3 separate regions of the Zea mays genome follow, and all the other regions are linked to region 1. Evidence: chromatin contacts called from public Hi-C data. All regions are on one chromosome and are shown on one strand. Each heading gives the region's core, a stretch centred on a gene start, on an enhancer-like site or on the middle of the called end of the contact. The rest is flanking DNA. Distances are from core to core; before and after follow the strand shown.

Region 1 (3,327 bases), core at 90-2,589:
CTCTTTTCCCGAGAGCGCCTAGTTGACGTCGAGCCAGCCTGGGGCACGGTGTGCCAGACCCGAGCTGATGTTGGCTGAACTTTGCCAACTTTTCTCCAATTCAAATCTTCTCTTCTTGGCACTGTTTCTAGCACTTAGATAACCATGTTAGTGTTCAAAACAATTCACTAAGTCTAGAAACATACCTTGTTCTTGATTACACACTTCTCACTCATTTGGCACATAAGAACTCATTCAATATGTGTTGGACATCTAATCACCAAAATACTTATAGAAATGGCCAATGGCACATTTCCCTTTCAGGCTTTGTTCGTTTCATCCCTAATCCATGGGTATTGAGGGTGATTGAAGTGGATTGAGGGGGATTTTGACTTGTAGGGGATTCAATCCCCCTCAATCCCCATGGGTTTGATAAAAACGAATAGGGCCTCAAAGGGATTGATATGGATTGAGAGAGATTTTGACTTACTAGGGATTGAAACCCCCTCAGGCCTTGTTCGTTTCTGTCGGATTGGACCCGGAATCGTTCCAGCTAATCAAAGTTTATATAAATTAGAGAAGCAATCCGGTTAGGAATCGTTTCGACCCACCGATCCGACACAAACGAACACGGCCTCAATCTCTCTCAATCCATATGGATTGGGGTAGAACTGAACAAGCCCTAAGTGGGTGATTAGTTGGGATTATAATCTGTCTAAATTATATAATTCAACAAATTTTAAAGTGTTAGTTTAAAATTTATTGGATTATATAATCTGAACAGATTATAATCCAAAATAAACGTCCCTAAGTCAATTATAATCAACGGTAAAATTAAATCTGACCATGACAACGTGTTTTACAACCAAGCAAACAAACAAAAATGTCGTCCCTGTGTTGCTGTTTATAGCGTCTACCAGCATGTGTGCTGGTACAGGGTCTGTCCTTTTTTAGTAAGACGCTAACGTGCCGGCGGCATCGGTGGTCGTACGTGCCAGATGAAATGGGGGACTCGCACCCGAGGACGAGGAGATCAGGTAGATAGCCCAGTTTTTGGCAGCCGCAAATCACCTGCTGGGCCCCGCGCGCGTGCGCGTCGGCCAGGAAACGCGCCGAGGTGTCGCGCTGGGACTGGGCCGCCGCGCCGCTCCGGGCGCTCGGGTTTGTTTCCACTACTTTAATCCCCCGTCCCGATCCTCTGGACCGACGGCGGCGATCGCGCCACGGCGCCCCCCGCCGGGCCCCGAGAAGGTTCGGACGCCCATGGTTTTGTAATCCCCCGGCACGCAGAGAGAGGGGGCCCGGGAGCAGAGCACACCATCCTCGCATTATTCTTTTCGGATTTGCTCCACCCCTCCACTCCCATGCCCGTGTCCATCTCAGGCTGCGTCACATCATCGCCGCCACACCCAGCACCAGCACCAGCGGCGGCGCACCACCACCGGCGCCATCACCAGCGCCAGCGCTAGCGCCGGCGCAGGCGGAGGCCCGGGCGACGCGGACTGGGCGAAGTTACTGGCCTTCTTTTCGTCAGCGGCGTCCCTTGCCATCAAGCTAAGGTCAGCCTCGCCCTGTCCCCCTCGTGTTACCCGTTCCTGCGTCGTTTCCTTCCTTCTGGCGGTCAAGTGAAGCAACGGGAAAGCTGCTTCTCTCGGGTGGGTTCTGGTGCCCTGATCTCTAGTGCGCGAGGACGAGAACGAGAGGTCTGTGTGTGATCAGTTCTTGCGGATAGCTGCATGCCGTGCGAGACTGCTAGAATTTTAGCCTTGGAGAAGGGGATGGGGGAACCACTGAGGAGGATCTGCTGTTTGGTTGCTGCTTTACTCATGCGGTGGCGTGGATCATGCTAGTCAAGGGAGCTTCCCACCATTTCTCTTATGATCAACCTTCTATATCTTACTTCCACGCATGATTTTAGGCTTGTTGATCCGCGTCTTCAATTGTTTCTCTACTCATTGAGTAACCCTGTCGGTTCTTAATCTTACTTTTATTAGTAAAGTGAGATAACGGATTAGTGTATCTGTGTATGCTTCTTATGAATTAAGATCCATCATTGTTGCTAAGGATTGTAGCATTTGTTGATATTTGTAAATAAGGCGATATTAGTGTGGATCTATGTTTGTTTGCCTAGCAAGAGTTGACAAATTTGTTACTACTAACTACAAAAGGTGAAATGAAACAGGTCTTCCAGCAAGGTTACGTGGAGTTTACCAATGGGTCTGGATAATACTTATGGCGACCTATCTGGCATGTTCTATGGAGGCCTGTCTTATGATGGCTACACAGACCACAGCAGCGCAAGTGATTACTTCAGATTTGCCGATCCACTTCCTGCCACTGTGCCCCAGATGGCACCAGAAGCCTGTTCAAATCCTTCCTCCACTGTGTCAAGGGCCAATACTGAAACTGACAACCCAGAGGATTGGGAATTCATCTCAGATGAGTCCCTCGACTATATCAGCCGGATGCTCATGGAGGAGGATATTGATGAGAAAGTTAGCATGTACCAGGCGGAGTCAGCAGCACTGCGTGCTGCTGCAAAGCCGTTCTATGACATTCTTGGGCACAAGTTCCCACCGTCTCCTGACCGCCAGCTGATCTCTTGGTCCATGGACAGCCCCAGTGAGAGTAGCAGTAGCATCTGCACACAATCTGTGGCAAGTACTGTCACGAGCAGCAGTGTTGGTGGCACAGTGGATAGCAACCGGCGCTATGACATTGGACTTAGTGAGCAGCTGGAAGCTTACCGAGGCTTGTGTGGTCAAGCTTCTCATCCACTTGTTGGTACATCAAGTGATGCTTCCAATGCAGTGGATGTGCTAGAAGACCCTTTGATCACGAACGGTCAGATCCCTGAGTATTTGTTTGAGAGCCTTCCAACTTGGGATTTCAGGAGAGGTATTGAGGAAGCCCAGAAGTTTCTTCCTGTTAACAATAAACTAGTCATTGGTTTAGAAGCTGGTGGTATTGCAAGACCCCAAGAGGCAAGGAAAGATGTTTCTTTGAATGCCAAAAAGGCAGATGCATTGAAGGTCAAGAAAAATAGACAGAGTGAAGACCTTGACGTGATTGAAGGCCGGAACATTAAACAGTCTGCATTTTGTTCCGATGAACCTGATTGGATTGAAATGTTCGATGATCTGCTTCTTCAAACCGAGAAGAAGGCCACAGATCTGCGAGAGCTGATGCGGAATGAAGCTTCCAAGAATTCTCAGGTCACCCAGACGAAAGGACCAAGTGGACCACGGCCACGGGGAAGGAAACCAACAAAGAAGGATGTGGTGGACCTTAGGACCATCCTCATCCACTGTGCACAGGCTGTGGCAGCAGATGACCGCAGGACTGCTA
Region 2 (3,697 bases), core at 601-3,100, 200 kb before region 1:
TCAGCCTTGGTACAGCTGATCATGGAGGATTCCTTGTCCTGGGCCTCAGACTTCGCCTTAGGATCCTCATTCCGAGCATTATTCACCGCCCGCTGGAACACAATGTGCGGGAGAATTGCACTCTCATTGCAGCTATCCTGATCTGTCACCTCATGCTTGAACTGCTTCATTTCCTCGTCACACTGCTCCTTCTTCACACGGACATCCTTCGCGCATGCAGTCAAAGCTGGGGCACCAGCGCTCATGTTCCCCAGCGAGCCCACCCCCTCATCAAGCAGCTTCCCTGCCACCGTCGCGAGAAGGTCGAATGCTGACATCTGGGGCGGGTTCTGGGCCTCCTTCTTCCTGACCGATCTCTTGCCCTGCACATTTCACCGAACAAGAAACACCATCCTTGTCAGACTCGCCAACCAAGGGCAGCGAAGAGAGGGCCGAATCGATGCGCTGAAAGCCGCGTACGGCGTACCCTCGCAGACTTGGGAACGCGCGGCATCTCCGCGACTTGGCCTCCACCGGACGCCTCCAACTCTGACGAGGACCTCTTTTGGAACACCATTTCTGCTCTCCGCTTCGGTTGCTTCAAGTTTACAGGAGGGTTACTTAACAACTGGTGGTTGCGCTGTTCATGGCTTGTCACCAACACAAATCTGCAAGAACACAGTAGCAATCAGCAAATGAAAGCTGGTACTAGTAGGTAGGAAAAAAAAGAAGAGGAAATAATTCATTGGGATCTCCGCAGTGACTTGGGATAAATCTTCTTTAAACCCTCCATTCCATTAATTAAACAGGGAACGATCATAGGAGTACTACTGCGTTTGAAGTAATTAATTACCAAAAGTTATAATCCCAATACCCCAAGCCGATTAACCGAGAGATCTAGTCGTGAAACAGCCAAATGAAAAGAATTTTCAGCAGGCTGCGCTCCAAAAACGAATCAAAACTCAAACACAAAAACAGCAGAAGAAATAGAGAGAATTCATACTTCAACCCGTGATCCGAGTTAAGACCTCAGGTTTTTTCTTGCGAGATGGTTTCGCCACTGAATTTAATGCACAAGCAAATAAATTCGCCAGGTAAACCAGCACGCCAAGCGATCAAAAGGGAGAGTGAGAGAGAGGAGAAGAAAACTTTTTTTTTTAAAAAAAAAACCTCGTGCATCGGAATCCGCGAGGAGCAAGCAACTGCCAAAAGGAAAGCGGGCACGTCGACTAAAAAAAGGAAGAGCGACCGGAAACCTCACAGGCGCACAAGAACGTCGAGAAAAACGTGAATCGAGCGAGGCCAGATCCGATCTCGGCACCCGATCCACAGCAATTCGACGCGAAATTAAGCAAAACCCCACGAATCCAAACCGCGACTCTGAAATGTGCCGGAATCTCGGAAAGACGCGAATTTCACCTCTTTATCCGAGCACAGAGCGGCGGATCGGAGCAAAGCAAGCAGAATTCGGACAAGGATGGACGAAAACAGAGCGGAAGCAAAACCCCAACACAGCAGCGCCTCACAGCGGGGCACCAAGACACGAAACCCAGCCCCAGAACCGCATAATTCGCCAGAATTCCGCGGAACTAGCACGGCGTGCTCACCTCGCCGGCGTCTACGCCCGCCCGCCTCCGATCGCCCTCGGATCGCCGCCTCGCTGCGCTGCTCCGCGGCCGGACTCGCCGAGATCCCTCAGCCCCTGCGGAATTATTCCCCCTCCCCTACCTCTGGGTGCTCCCTCTTCCTCCTCGTCTTGCTTCTCCTCTCCTCTTTTATTTTTATTACCCTTTTCCCCCTTCACCCTCCTTGCTCTCCTCTCCGCCCTCCGCCTTGGTTTTTTCTTCTGGTGGTGGAGGTGCGTGGTGCGGTGGTGTGGGTTGGCCAAAACCCCTCAAAACCACCCCCCCTTCTTAAACCCCCCAACTCCGCCTCGCTTACGCTTACGCCCACGCCATCCCGGGGAGGGGCGTCCACCGGCTGCTCCCGGTTAAACCCCACGCGGCCCCACCCCAACGACCGGTTCCGCCCTCCCGCAGCGTCCACGTGGCGGGGCCACGTGATCCGACGGCAGCGGGCGCCTGTCCCGGCTTACTACAACGGGAGAGACGTCTCCGCGCCCGTGATAAATTCCGCAAATCCAGGCCGTCGGTGTGGGAGCGGACGCGCCAGCCGCGCCGTCGGATCGCACGGTGGCCCTCCAGTCCCTCGTGACCACGAACCCAAGGAGTGATCCCCCGTTAACCGGTGGGGCTTAAGTGAGGAGAATAGCAGGGACGTTTTTAGGAAAGAAACGTGAGGGGGTTAGTAATTATTAACTGCATGTAGACCCACTTCACAGTCTCTCTCACGGAATTAATTCGGGGTTCTCCGTTTTTAAAATATTTTTATTTATAAATTAATCTTTTCATGGAGGGTTTTTGCTGTTTTCGGGCTATTGGTGGTCGGTGGAGAATGTCCACGGGTGATGCCTGAAAAGGTGCTAAGATTCCGGAGCTTCTTCAACGCAGAACCAGATAATTTTTAGATAAGAAATTTGTGGTCTTCATGATTCTAAAATATATACATCTACCATAGAAAAATATGTGCTAGGTCCAGCTGGCATCTCACTCGGCCATTGCCCGGACCAAAGGTGCATACGCAGCATGGAATTTCTAGGGTTTAAGAAAAGTTCATTCTTTGGATTCCAAATTTACAAAGCTACGAAATATTAAATCCACTACTTTAATCTGTATCTAGTCGAAATCCGTTTAGTTCGTTACGGAATAATCATGGATGTCTTTTATTAGAATGGACTGAATTCCTACTGCAGGTTTTGCGTTACTATCTTTGCATAATGGTACCACTGTACGATCAGTTTCCACTATTAGCATTATCAGACAAAGGAACACACATCGGCTGTACAAATTTGCATGGCATGCCATTTGTAGACCCCAAGTCTTATTTGGTTTCTTTCTCGTAATTCTACGTGCACACATACATAGCAACTTTCAAAAATACTTCATCCTCTCAGACAAAAATAGGCAAACATTATTTTACAGCCTTAATGCATTTGTAAACTCTTACTGAGTAGAAACTTGCTTTGTCGTCTCATATAACATATACCTATGTCTCTTATAAAAGACTACCATCTTTAATATCTGCAAACAAGCTATCCATATGTTATACTTAACCTATATCTATATCTCTTTTAAAAGTAAACCCCACTAACTTTAATATCTGCATACAAGCTCCATATGTTATATCTCACTAAACGCCACATCATCCTTAATAAATGCTACACCATCTTTCACTAAATGTTTACTATTTTCAGTATATCAAAAAGTAAGGCATCCACGTCATACTATTTGTTTGGCCGACATATCCTTCTATAATTTCATCTACTATATCATGTAGGTGTTTTACTTGATTTTCTCATTAGCACGTCATATTTAGTATATCTATCTCATACATGGGATGATGCAACAATTTTATTTCTAAGAAACCCCATAGCCATTCACGAGGTAAATTTCTATTATATTAGATGGACAAATCATTTCCACTTTGCTGAACTAAAATACCTCATGCACTCATGATTTGTGCTCGTATCGTGTATTTACATTCATACGAACTTGTATTTTTATGGTTTGGATTCTTTTAAACTTTTTAGTTTTTAAAAGAGATCTATTTACGTGAGTGTGTGCTGTGTGCATACATCTATGTCACACTCAACAAAAGA
Region 3 (3,738 bases), core at 811-3,310, 230 kb after region 1:
CGCTCTCCCCCCACGCGGACGCTTGTAACCCCCTACTGCAAGCGCACCCGACCTGGGCGCAGGACAAACACGGAGGCCGCGGGCTTTCCCCTCTCTTCTGTCCCCCCTTCGTGCTCCGTCTCGCGCCAACCCATCTGGGCTGGGACACGCGGCGACAATTCACTCGTCGGTCCAGGGACCCCCCGGGGTCGAAACGCCGACAATGGGGTACACTAAACATCTACAGAGATAGAGGAGAGAATTATAGGTGTATATTCGGGCCGCCCAGCCTGGCCCGGCCCAAGCCCGAAAAGACCCATATTGTTTGAATTTCGGCCCGGCCTGGCCCGTTTGAATTTCGGGCCGGCCCATGGGCCTAGCCCTCGGCCCACGGCCTGACACGTAATTGCTTAAACGTGCGGGGCTTATTTCGGGCGACCCGAAATTCACATCATGGCACGAAATTCAGTTTTTGGCCCGAAATTCACATCACAGCCCTAAATTCAAAACAAATTTAATAAAACAAATAAAAAGATAAGACACATAAATTTGACCAAAAGCAAACTTAATATTTGTATTAAGTTACCAGAGCTATGCAATGACTAACTTGTTTACAAATCATTTTGTTAGAAGAAAAAAGAGTATAATCAGCTCTATACAAAGTTCGTAAGTTCAGTTTATTATCTAATGTTCATAACAAAAGTAAAATTACATCACATACTCTAATTCAAAGCTACAAAAAACATCTAAATAGCATTATCTCTAGCTTTGTGTTTTTTATCAAGTACATGAAAGTGTGGAATGAAGTGTGATTTTAATAAATATATGGCCTTTTCGTGCCTCTATATGAGCCATTTCGTGCCTGCCTTAAACGAGCCGTGCTCGTGCCCGCCCATGGGCCGCGACCTCGGACCAAACCCGGCCCGATATATCGGGTCGTGTCAGCCTGACACTAAATTATTTCGGGTCGTGCCATGCCTGGGTGTATTTTTTTTTGTGCTTCGGGCCGGCCCATCAGACCCGGCCCAAATATACACATATAGAGAGGATGGCTGATGGCCTGCGCTGCAGCCAGTCTTAGAGTCGGTGTGCAATAGCGACGACGACACCGAGAGTGCATTAGCTAGGTGATGGTCTTTCCATCGCTAGCCGTATTAGAGTAGATCAGGTCCCTAGGTTTATGGGGCGAGGAATGTTAACCAATAATCCAATGTATTGTTATGCATGCAATCATAATACAAGAAGTCCCCTCTTTGACCGGATTCACATAAGATCAATCCAACAGAGAGGTGGCCTGGACCTGTGAGCTGCAGTGTTCTAAACTCTGATCTCTAGTTCGTCCGTCTATCAGTTTACAGGAGAAAAACTGTTGAAATTAACCGCTGAGCACTCCAATCCTAGCCAAGTGTTAATAAGGTAGCGTTCGATCTGACGCGACAAGGAAATCTCAACAGACGACGCGACGGTTAATTTGCGGTCGTTCCTTGAGAAGAACACACAAGATCATATCACAACACTGCAGGGGGGGCGGGCGCGGGCTTCAGTCTGTAATACGTACGTTGGAGATAATTGGCTGGCTGCATCATCTCAGTAGTCTCAGTCATGAGTCATGATTCCTGAATCCTGACGAGGGTGCACTCAGATCGAACGGTTCAAAAAAAAAATGAGCGCGCTGGACGCCGGAGAAAATACATGTACGTCCGTCCAGAGCGAGAGCAAGCAGCTAGCGGGGCCATACGTCAAAAAGGGCGATTCCTTTGCCTGCACTCTAAAATCCAGGCGGACCCAACTCTTTGTACATGACCAGGCAAAAGCGGCCGCTGGCTGGCGCTAATAAGCCCCGCCTTTTTCTCCGTCTCCTGTCAACACCCTTTCGATCATCATCGTCACCTAATTCTCGCTCCGCCCCGGTTTTTTCTTGTCACTGGGAAAAAAAGGGAAAATATCATGTCGCCACCTAATAAATTGCAAGGAAGGAAGGAAGGAATGCAACCACCGTCGTCAGTACTGTACTGTCCTCCTCCTCCTCGCTATATAACCCTTCATTCCTGCCGCGTGTTGTAGCTATAGCTCTAGCTAGCTATCTTGCTGCGGCCGGCCATATATAACAACCGTACGTCCTCGATCTCTCGTCCGAGATCGATCTGCGTGCCAAGGGAAGGGAGATGGGGGCGGCGCCGCCATCGTCGTGGCTTGCGTTCATCCTGTTCTTCGGCACGTTGGTAGCGTTGCCGCAGTCGTCACACGGCGGCGGCACAACCAGACACTACACCTTCAACGTAAGTGCATTTCACTCATCAACCAATTAAGCAGCCGCCGTTCGTCCATGCATGCTGTGTGTTCTTATGTACGTATACTTGCTGGCTAGGACTAGGAGTACCCACATGCATGCATGCATGCACGCACGCACGCAGTGATTTAGCTATAGCTGCTAGTAGTTCTTGTTGTTGATGCATGGTCGTCTGTTCTTCCATCGTCTATATATGAAGGAAGTTTGGGACGACGGACGTGACAGGGTCTATATATCATCTGCCGTTTCGAATCATGTCATGTGTGGTGTGGGCTTGTGTGTGGCATATATGGCAGGTGACGATGAAGAAGGTGACGCGGCTGTGCACCACCCGCGCCATCCCGACGGTGAACGGCCAGTTCCCCGGCCCCAAGATAGTCACCAGGGAGGGCGACCGCGTCGTCGTCAAGGTGCTGAACAATGTCAAGGACAACGTTACCATCCACTGGTAAACTTTCTCTTCATGTATATAGTAATTAGTATACATATATATATAGCGATCTGCCCTGCAGCAACGACGACGAACTGCCATGTTTCTTTGCACCAACGACGCGACGAACTGCAGCAGTAACCTAGATCATCATTCGCAAAGCTGCCATGTTTCAACGGAGAAATCATCGTTTCGTACCTCTGTCTCGATCCTGCTGGTTGGTGTCAGCAACTAATTAATAACAAGCAGCGTCTACCACCTTTTTATTTGTTTCCTGGATGCGATCAGCAGCTAGCTCGCCATCCTTTCAGTTAGCAAAGGACCAAGTGGGCAGCAGCCTAGTTTCAGGTCTTTCAGGACGTGCCAATGCAATATAATGCAGCTGATATATATTTGCATGCCCGTACTGATGCTTTTGTGTGCCTTCCCTCTGGGTGCGTGCGATGCAAACTGCATATACGTACACGCGAACGAATTGAACAACAGGCACGGCGTTCGGCAGCTGCGCACGGGGTGGTCGGACGGGCCGGCGTACGTGACGCAGTGCCCCATCCAGACGGGGCAGAGCTTCGTGTACAACTTCACCATCACGGGGCAGCGGGGCACCCTGTTCTGGCACGCGCACGTCTCCTGGATGCGCGCCACGCTCTACGGGGCCATCGTCATCCTCCCCAAGCGCGGCGTGCCATACCCGCTCCCGGTTAAACCCTACAAGGACGTCCCAGTCATCTTCGGTGCTGCTGCTGCTGCTGCTCTGCTCTGCTTGTAGCCTGCCCTGTACTACTAGGATAATTAACGTGCGATGTGGCCGCAGGAGAGTGGTTCAACGCGGATCCAGAGACAATTGTCGCCCAGGCGCTTCAGACTGGAGCAGGCCCAAACGTGTCGGACGCCTTCACCATCAACGGGCTCCCGGGCCCTTTGTACAACTGCTCCAGCAAAGGTAAGACTCGGCCCGTTCAGCCAGGGCCCATTGAAAAGTTCAAGCTCACCGTCATGTGTCACATGTGTGCTGCTTCCATAGACACGTTCAAGCTGA

The links. Hi-C and Micro-C count contacts between places; a contact is called where the count stands out from the background.
Region 2: a contact with region 1 is called in a Hi-C map of bundle sheath, with 2.6 times the contacts expected there. The contact joins the promoter of LOC542534 here to the promoter of LOC100216906 in region 1. A contact is called at or near these places in 6 of 25 Hi-C or Micro-C datasets (bundle sheath, ear, leaf and 1 more).
Region 3: a Hi-C map of tassel shows a contact between it and region 1, with 3 times the contacts expected there. The contact joins the promoter of LOC100193025 here to the promoter of LOC100216906 in region 1. A contact is called at or near these places in 2 of 25 Hi-C or Micro-C datasets (bundle sheath and tassel).

Annotation. Positions count from the first base shown.
Region 1 is chr1:40,091,601-40,094,927 of Zm-B73-REFERENCE-NAM-5.0, reverse strand. It overlaps LOC100216906, which reads left to right and starts at 1,339. Exons shown (of 3, transcript NM_001359518.1): 1 at 1,339-1,538; 2 at 2,162-3,327. The coding sequence starts at 2,193.
Region 2 is chr1:40,288,816-40,292,512 of Zm-B73-REFERENCE-NAM-5.0, reverse strand. LOC542534 (initiator-binding protein 2) reads right to left here and starts at 1,850. Exons shown (of 10, transcript NM_001324298.1): 1 at 1,587-1,850; 2 at 467-647; 3 at 1-362. The coding sequence starts at 556.
Region 3 is chr1:39,862,986-39,866,723 of Zm-B73-REFERENCE-NAM-5.0, reverse strand. It overlaps LOC100193025 (putative laccase family protein), which reads left to right and starts at 2,060. Exons shown (of 6, transcript NM_001138193.1): 1 at 2,060-2,258; 2 at 2,566-2,717; 3 at 3,186-3,433; 4 at 3,514-3,642; 5 at 3,724-3,738. The coding sequence starts at 2,145.